Regions from separate parts of the Gossypium arboreum genome. Here region 1 is linked to region 2. The links are chromatin contacts, called in public Hi-C maps. All regions are on one chromosome and are shown on one strand. The core of a region is the stretch at or near the end of the contact, and the rest is flanking DNA. Distances in the headings are between cores, read along the strand shown.

Region 1 (4,786 bases), core at 1,664-4,163, 190 kb after region 2:
ACAAACTTCGTAAGTGTAAAATTAACCATAATTGACGGCATGTCAATTTGCTACTTGAACCAACATATCCATGCAAGAGGAAGAATCAACAAAGGGTGTTTTTTGCAAATGAAAGTGAGAGCCAACATTTCAACAATAGGCTTTTCCGAAATTGAGCATCTCTAAGGTTATGGAAAAGGAGTTATATTAATTTTTATGTGTAATATTATTTTATTATATAATTAGTTGTTTTTAACATGTATTGTGATGTAGTTATACTATTTTAAATAAAGTTTATGATTTTTTTTTGTCTAATTTAAGTGAGATGTTAATAAAACTTTGTTACTCATTTTTTTCCATGTTTGATGTAATAGTTTAATAAATTTGTTAAGCCTAAACCAAATGAATTAAAAAATAAAAATAAATAATACAAATAAAGGTGTTTATGGGTTGAGTAGCCTGTACAACCCGATTAGCCGAATTCAACTTGGATTGAGCTTGGGTTTTATTTTTTCAACTCTGGCTTAATCCGTTTTACTATTTAAAAATTAAAAAAATTAAAAAATATATCATTTATATATTTATATAATTAAATTTAAATAAATTAATTCTTAAGTATTTTTTGACCAGTGAAATAAGGCACTTGGACAAGTTAGGCTCAAGCTTAAGTTTGAAAATTTTTTTAAATTTGGGTCTTAACTTGGCCCAACCTATAAACACCTTTAAATAGAAAGAATTTTAACACTCATAGATGTTAAGGTACAGATTCATTAGTGAATTTATATCTTATGGACCTTGAAACCTATGGATACCAAGGTAACCTTAAAAAATACATATTTTGAACATTTTTAAGAAATAATCTTTAAATTTACAATTTTATATGTGAAAAAAGTCCTTAAGAAAATACAAAAAAAATTAAGCCCTTGTACTAAATTTACACCTAATTAAGCCTATGCCATTAATTAAAATAATCAAATTTAGCCCTTCATTAACAATTTTCATTATTGACCACATTAACTATTAAAATAAATTAACAGACTAATTAGATTTTGACACCTAGCGACTTTTGGTTTAATCTAATATTTTTTCTATAAAAATATTAAAAATTAGAAAAAATATAAAAATCATAACAATAAAAATATTTAAAAAATCATAAATTTTAAAAAATAGAAAAAATATAAAAATTATAAAAATTATTAAATATTAAAAATATGAAAATTGATATAAATTTAAAAATTATAAAAAATATACAAATTATTAAAAATTTAATAATTTATAAAACAAAATAATAAAATTAATAAAACATATTTAAAATTTTATAAAAGCGTATTAAAATTCTATAAAAATCATACACAATTATAAAAAATATTAAAATTAATATAAACTTATAAAATTATAAAAAATTATAAAAACTTGAATTGGACCAGATCGACCAATTGGACCTATTTAGCCGAAATTGACAATGGTGACGGTCAGGAAAAAACCATTAGACTGGTTGACTTGGGAAAATAACAATATTTTTTTAATACTTTTCATGTTTTATTTAATTGAACTGGATTGGTTAGTCAAAATGGCAAATTGGTGGCCTTATCGGTTCGACCATCGGTCCGATTTTAAAAACATTGATTAGAATTTTTTTTTACAAATTATTATTATTATTATTTTAAGAATTCTAATACATTTTTTAAAATAAGTTTATATCATAAAAACCATAAAATCTAATAAATATCGATTTTAGTAAGTTTATATCAATTTTAATAAAACTTATTTAAAATATAAACTTATAATAAGTTTATATCAATTTTATTTTTACAATTTATTAAAATTAATATAAATTTATAAAAAATATAAAATAATTCATAATTTTTTTGCATTTTAATAAGTTTATGTAAATTTTAATATTTTATTTTTATATTTTTAAATTTTTTAAATTTTAATAATTTTTAATCATTTTTATGAGAAAATATTATATTAAACTAGAAATTGTCATATGTCACCATCTAATTAGTTCATCAATTTATTTTAATAGTTAACGTGGTCAATAATCATTAATGAATGGGCTTAATTGATTATTTTAGTTTACGGCAATAGCTTAATTAAGTGTGAATTTAATATAGGGGCTTAATTGGTTTTTGCATTTTCGTTAGTCTTTTTTACATATAAGCCAATTAACAATATACTATTAATAAAACCACTGACTAAATTAGTGTTACGAGTTAACGGATACTAACTTAGTTAAAAATTATAAAATGTATTTTTATAATTAAAATAAGTCATATTATTTGAGAGCATTTTAGTCTTCTCATTTTAACAAAAACCAAGAAAAATATGAATACATTGAGATTTAAACAGCTCTAATTAAATTAGTAAAACCTTAAATATATATATATATATATATACATGTTTTTATTATGTACAATTTACTATCTCCACTAGTTGTACATCTATACTTACTATAAATAAAACTTCTGACTGAGTTGGTGTCGCGGGTTAACCGATTACCAACTCGATTAAAAAATTACAAAAATATCCTACCGTAATTAAAATAAGCCATATTATTCAATGGTATTTTAGTCTTTTCATTTTAACAAAATCAAGAAAAATATATATACAACAAAATTTGAACTAACATAAATTTAATTAATAAAATTTTAAATTTACCTCTCAACCAATTATTTCATTATTTATTATTTTTAAATACACATTATGTTACACATACTGTATTCTAGTTTTAAAAAATTCCTATTAATCCTGTTTGCAATTAAAAAAGAAACTCTTTTACTGAAGTATTGTGGAAACTTAAAAGATACGGTTTTAGATAGTCATAAAGAAAACCAATTAGAAATGGAACAATTAAAGCCCAATCCTTGATTGTAGCCCAGCCCAAAGCAGTCAATTTTCAGTTTGGACTCTCGTTTTTTCTATTTCATTCTCTCATTTATTTTTGCTTGTTATACACTAATTATCAGTAATTAATCTCTGTTTAAGCTTTGTCTAATCCAAATTAAACTACTCTCTCATAATAAGCTATAAATATCCTCCTTTTCAGATACAAACTATTTCATTTTTTTGAAGATGATGTCTCCAAGGCCAATCTCTGAGGTTCGCGGATCGTCTAATTTCAGGTATGTATTAAAACAAAATAAATCTCTCATTCTGTTTTTTTTTTTTCAATTTTCAATTTTATTTTTTAGAACCCTAGTTTTTCTGTTTGGTTTTCTAGAAGAAATGACATTTGTGGAGGAATTTGAAATTTGAATCTTACGTTTATTTGTGGAGTTTAGGTCAACTGCATTTCTTGCCTTCAAAGTGATATGCTATGAAGTTCCGATAAGTTTCTGTTCAAGTTTCCGATTTTCCAGCATTTTCTGGCCAACTCAACAGTGCCCTTACTTTGTTTTAGCGACTAGCGTGTTTAGCATTACTAAACTGAATAATGTCTACCAGTGTTGCGTACTTCTATGTAGTTTATGGGAAATTTTAGCTTAGTTTAGCTAAAGTATTGTTCTAAAAGTCGTAATCATTGAGCTATTAAACTTTTGATAATGATTTTTTGTTAAGAGATTAAAATAAATGTTCTCATATATTTATAAATACTAATAAAATACATTTGAAACACTGTTATATGACTATATGTTCATATACTTGTATATAAATTAATTGTATTATATTTTTGTTTGCTAGATCTTAGATGATTTTGCCATTAATTATTTTTACTTGTAGGCAAACTCCTCTGCAGATAATCCACATTGTTGGGAACTTCTTGAGAATATGGTCAGTTTATTCCATGTATCGGTACCTGACCCAGACTGGAGCTTCAGTGATACTTTTTATCTTCAGTTGTCTGGTTCCCTCATCTATCTTATTTTTACTCTTGCAAAAGCCTTGGAAGGGAAGATCACTCTCAAATACACAGGTCAAGTAGGGTTGCTTCTTTTCCTGAGGAAGATAATAACAATTGGAAGAAAGAGTGCTCACTTGTATCTTTTTCCTTAATTTTTCCTTTTTGAAGTCTCTCTTAATTTTCAGGTGGTTCCTTCTGTAATTAATGGTGCTATAACAGCTTTATATTTCATCTTGTGGGGAAAGGGGCTTAAATCTTGTGGACCACTTAGGTGCGTTTCTGGTGCCTTAAACATTGTTTCTTATTTCTGTTTATGGTTACATGTCTCAAACATGCATAGTTTGGTTAGATTGGGCATATAAGATGGTATTGTATATTTGAAACCTTGTCTGATTTATAAAAACAATGTAATTTGCTATATATTTATTTGTTGAGTTTATGAGAAACCCCTATGCTTTCAACCTCCTATTTATAGGAATCTTGAAAGTTTCTCTTTCCATTTTAATTATTTATATTTGTGCAAAATGCGTAGAAATGTCTTATTGTAGTGCCAAATCTGAAGGTGGAAATGGGGGAGAAAAATCTCTTGCCCTTGCTTGGACAGTTCCAGACATGATCCCTTTTTGATTGTTGTTAGAAAGGTGCAACTTTCACAAATTCTAAACTCCAAGCCTTTTGAAACATTTGTGTCAAAATTTGGCAAGGATGCACTTAATAAGTCGGATTAATTCATCTCCATGGATTACTTAATAGGCCTTATATGATGTTTTTTGGGCTAGATGTTTGATGCAATATCGCGCAATTTTGTTTTAATTTGAACTGTGTGAAAGTTTCTTTTATTGCTGTCTCTGCTACCACTTCCCTGCTACTAAAAGGAAAAAAAGTAAAAATGGAAGTTGTTAACAGCCCAAGAATATTGGATAGTTGTTGCATTAGCCTCTCTATACAATCCCGGGCGTCATA
Region 2 (4,804 bases), core at 686-3,185:
TTTTATTTATCAACTAAATTGATATACAATTGATTCATAATATTGGTTAAAATAGATATGAAAAATAATAAAATAAACCCTTTAAACTATTATTTAAAATATCATAAAATTATCCCTTTTATAACAATTTTTTTTAAAATACTCAGTTTTTTCACTTAAAAGTGCTAGTAATTTTTTCCAAAAATCAAAATATTTATTGTAAACGTATAGTGGTGTATCCAATTCTAATTAAATTTAAATTTATGTTATTTCATTAATTGAATTAATATCTCTTAATTATTATTATTATTAATTAAATTGATATCATATTATTAAGGGAGGTTGACTCTTTCAAGAGAAGTCTTTGAAAATTATCTACTTATAATATGGGAAAGCAATAAATAATGTATTTTATTGACCAATTAAGATATTTACAAAGCTTCTTTAATGTCTCTATTTATAGAGATAAGAAGTATAAATGAAGTAGAGATCTACTCCAAATGACTATTAGAATTTTAAGTACTTCAAAATTTATCTTAATTTTGATGGACACCCACTTAATAAGATTTTCATAATGATTTAATATTTTTAAAGAGTTTTTAACATAAGAGAAATATATTTATTTAAAAACACAAGATACATTAAAATTTAATTAAATCCCAAATTACTTCATTTCATTAATATCTCTTAATTAATATCATTAATTAAATTGAATTTTAAGTAACATCAAATTTAGTTAAGTTAATTTAGAGCACTACAAATAACATTTTTACCTTTATTTTATAAAATTTAATATAATTAGTGTCACTTACACTAATGACATCAAAACAGTTACTTTGTTATAAATAAATCTAAAAAAACTAGATAAATAATGTCTTTTTGACTGAATTTTGTATGGCAAATAAAGTGACTCCATTAAAAAAAAAAAACTAAAATTTAGCACACTTATTAGTGTCACGGATTTAAAATTTTTTTTTTCCACGCGATTCATGTAACCTTAGTCAATTCCTTCACTAAAAAACACCTAAGTTAACTTAATTCGCAATAATTGAGAATTTAACAGAATTTTTCTAAGGCATCCACGAAAAACAATTGAAGAATAAAATAAGAACGAACTCTAAAGATGAACAAAAGTCACAGAAAAATGAGAACACTTGAGGGAAAAGTTTGAGTGAATACTTCCAAAATTTGAGTGAACACTTGAGAGACCTCTATTTATAGCCGAGTCTCCCCAAAATTAACGGTATAGATCAAAGTACATCAATGGCAAAGATTAAAAGCTATTTAGATATCAAATCTCTAAGATTACAAAATCGTATATTCTAAAGATTACATTTAATGTCTAGGATCACATATCTTTAAAGATCACCTTCCATATTTGCTAAGCTTTGGAGATGGACTTTCAATCTTTCCAAGCAACGAACCAGTTCAGTTGGGCCAAATGACCTCTTTCGAATATGATGGATCGTACAAATTCGTCATGGTAGTCATGATTACGGACTCCTATGCACAACCCATGACACTAGTGGATGAAACAAAATTTAAAATCATAAGAGAAGTAATAGCTAATATTTTTAACAATTAAAATTAATTACAAATATTTAAATTTCATAGTGAATACCATTTTCACCCTTTTCATATAAATTGTAGTATAATTTAATTTTACATCATTCATCTAGTATATATATATGAAAAAATCCAATTACTAAAAATTCTATCATATATTTAGAGCAAAGATTTGCGTTTTAATTATACTTACTGAAATTTTAAATAAAATTAAAAATTATCTTAGTTCAAACAATAAATAAAATTTTTAATCGAGTTGGGAGATGCAACTTATGAATGATATAGTAGTAAGTAGAATTTAGAAAGACTTAATAAATAGCATAAATAATAAATATATTATTTTTAATTTTAATTTTGTGTGGTAGAATATGAATTTTCGAGAATCTCAAATATACTGACTTCTATTTTTGTAATGTGAGCATATAATTGCTATTTTGCCAAACAAAATTTTCTAGAGATTTTAATATGAAAAAGAAAAAGAAAAAAGAAAAAAAAGAGAAAAGGGGCATGGAAATTTCGTGCAGAAGTGGGAAGATAAGATCGTAAGAAACTGCAAAAGGGAAGCAAAGCAGAGTCATAGTTGAAGAGACCCCACAAATACAAATCGTGGTTCTTCCAAGCTTTCTCTATCTGAAATCTTCATTTTCAATTTTTCTTTCACTCTCTTTTCCCAACTTGTTTCCCTCTCTCTTCATACCTTTTCAAACTCTTCAAATACCAGCAAACGATGCCCATTCCCTTCTGCATTATCCTTCTCTTCTAGCCTTCTTTTCCTTCCTTTTTCTTTCCTTGGGGGTGGGGTATTTCAACAATGGCGAAGGCTGCTAATGTTGACAAGGTGAAGCGGTTAAGAGGTTGGGTGCAAAACTACGATTGGGGAAGATGTGGTGCGGAGGCACAGGTGGCAAGGCTATTGGCTTTGAATTCCGGGGCCGAGGTTAAGCCCGATAGGCCTTATGCTGAGTTTTGGATGGGAACACATGACTCGGGGCCAAGTTTTTTGGCTGATGGCTATGGAGAAGATCAAAATGTGGGTTTAAAAGAGTGGATTCGGAAGAATCCGAATGTGCTTGGTCATAAGGTTTTGGAAAAATGGGGGCCCGATCTTCCTTTTCTCTTCAAGGTTTGTTCTTTTCTTTTACACGATTTATCTGATTCCTTTCTGGTTTTCGTTTTCCTCCCCTTTTGATTATTGGGAAATTGAATTTTGATTTCTGTTTTTGTGGTTTTTTTTTTCTATTTTTAATTGGGTTAGTGGGTTTTCTTTTTAAAGGGTTTTTCTTTTGCATTTGAATAGGAATTACTGCAACTTTTGCTTCAATATTAATGGAAGTTGAATTCTCACCATTCATCTTAAATTTCCATTTTTTACAATTATATATTTTTTATTAAGTTTGAATATGACTGAAATTTGCTTTGATGTGGTGTCCATTGTTTTTTTTTTTCCCTTTCTCGGGGGTATTTACAAGTGTAAAGATTTTTTTTTTTTTGGCTGTTTTGATCTCAATTTTAATTTAGATCAAAGCTATCAATATAGCAATTGAGAAATTGGAGTGGATCTTGAATAGTTAATGGCAAAGAATTAAGCTTGAGAGTTTAAAGTGGAAATCAACTTAACTTTTAACTACAATATGAACTTTTCTTTTTTCTTCTGTGAATCGTCTAATTTGATTCTGTGGTTCATTTGCTGTAAAATAGGTACTTTCAGTGGCAAAAGCCCTTTCAATACAGGCTCATCCGGATAAAGAATTGGCCAAAGAATTGCTTAAGTTGAAGCCAAATCTCTATAAGGATGGGAATCACAAACCTGAGATGGCTTTGGCAATTACAGAGTTCAGGGCCCTTTGTGGATTCATTACTCTCGAGGTAATACATGAATCATGCTTGGTTTTTGGTGGAACTTTCCTTTTGCTGGTTGTTCTTTTTGAGTGAATAAATCTTGCATTTATGTTTGATAAAATTCTGGTAATCACGTTTTGCACTTAAATTTGTAATTATGCTGTCAAGATGTGGTTGTGCTGAATAAAGATTCGGGAAATGATATGCATGACAAAACTTTGAGGCTGAATCACATCTGAGTTAGAGGCAGAAGATAATCTATCTTGACTTTCCTAGAATTCACTGCCACTGTTTCTGGTCAGTCTTGTTTTGGTCTAAATAGTAGGGTAAAATTTAATATCACTGTGCCAGAACCTTTTTCATGTCTGTTGATATTAGAGGGGTTATTGATATTTTAAAACTTTTTTTGGTATATATTGTAATGCTCCAGGGCAGGTAAGATCGCATTCTGAGAAGTTTAATACCTAGTCTAGCATTTTCATGGAGCTTCTGCATGTTGGGAATATAATTCTTTAATGTCAAAGAAGATGAATGTTCAAGTGTTAAGCCCTTTTTTTTTCTACTGCTTGTTTTTGATATTCCCAAATCATGTCTGCAATATCTTAAGGACTGCAGGGTTGTCTTTATGTGGTTTTTCCTAAACATGCATGTTTTTTTGGTTTTAGGTAAAGGACGCTTCTTGTTTGTGTACTTAACATTTTCTGGTGATACTGGCTACATTAGTCGTATATTTGAAGCAAGCATCTATCTTCTTTGCAGGAGCTGAAGGGTGTTCTTGTAGATATTCCAGAGATTGTAGAATTGGTTGGCAATGCATCGGCAAAGCAAGTCCTTGATATTAGCAAGCAAGATGGGGCAGAGAAAGTAAAATATGCTCTGCGGTCGGTTTTTACTCAACTCATGTCAGCTAGCAAGGAGATGGCAACCAAATCAATAGCAAAACTGAAAAGTCGGCTGCACGTAGAAAGTCAGGTTTATAGAATTTTTTTCTTTACTGTGTAGAGGCATTAAATGGAGAAAGGGTCGAGGGTCATCACCTTGTTATGTTCCTTAGAAACATGACTATACAGGAAAACTGATGTGGTCCTTCCCTGTAGAGTTCATAAAATGGCTGCTCTGAAGATACGGAAATATGCTATGTATTAGTCTGGTTAGACTTCTGTCAGCATATGAAAAAATGGCTCCTACCCAAGTTTTTATTTATTTAGAGCAAAACCTTTAATCTTATGCTGACAGTAACATACCAATTTTCCTTCTAGGCATAAAATGTAACTTCAATACCTCACTGCATTGACATGAAAAAGTTCATCTAATTATGTTGTCATGTGGCAAATATCTATTCTGATTCTTCTGGCAGCTATTTTATGGGCCTAAATGTAGTTCATTTTGCATATTCCGCTATAAATTTGGCTTCTAAGAG

The links. A called contact is a pair of places that touch in the nucleus more often than the background predicts.
Region 1: a contact with region 2 is called in a Hi-C map of leaf, with 2.1 times the contacts expected there. The contact joins the promoter of LOC108477025 here to the promoter of LOC108479962 in region 2. A contact is called at or near these places in 2 of 5 Hi-C or Micro-C datasets (both in leaf).

Annotation. Positions count from the first base shown.
Region 1 is chr12:11,579,374-11,584,159 of ASM2569848v2, forward strand. LOC108477025 reads left to right here and starts at 2,914. Exons shown (of 11, transcript XM_017779436.2): 1 at 2,914-3,104; 2 at 3,703-3,895; 3 at 4,009-4,094. The coding sequence starts at 3,055.
Region 2 is chr12:11,393,611-11,398,414 of ASM2569848v2, forward strand. LOC108479962 (mannose-6-phosphate isomerase 2) reads left to right here and starts at 1,936. Exons shown (of 5, transcript XM_017782838.2): 1 at 1,936-2,668; 2 at 3,244-3,411; 3 at 4,144-4,356. The coding sequence starts at 2,357.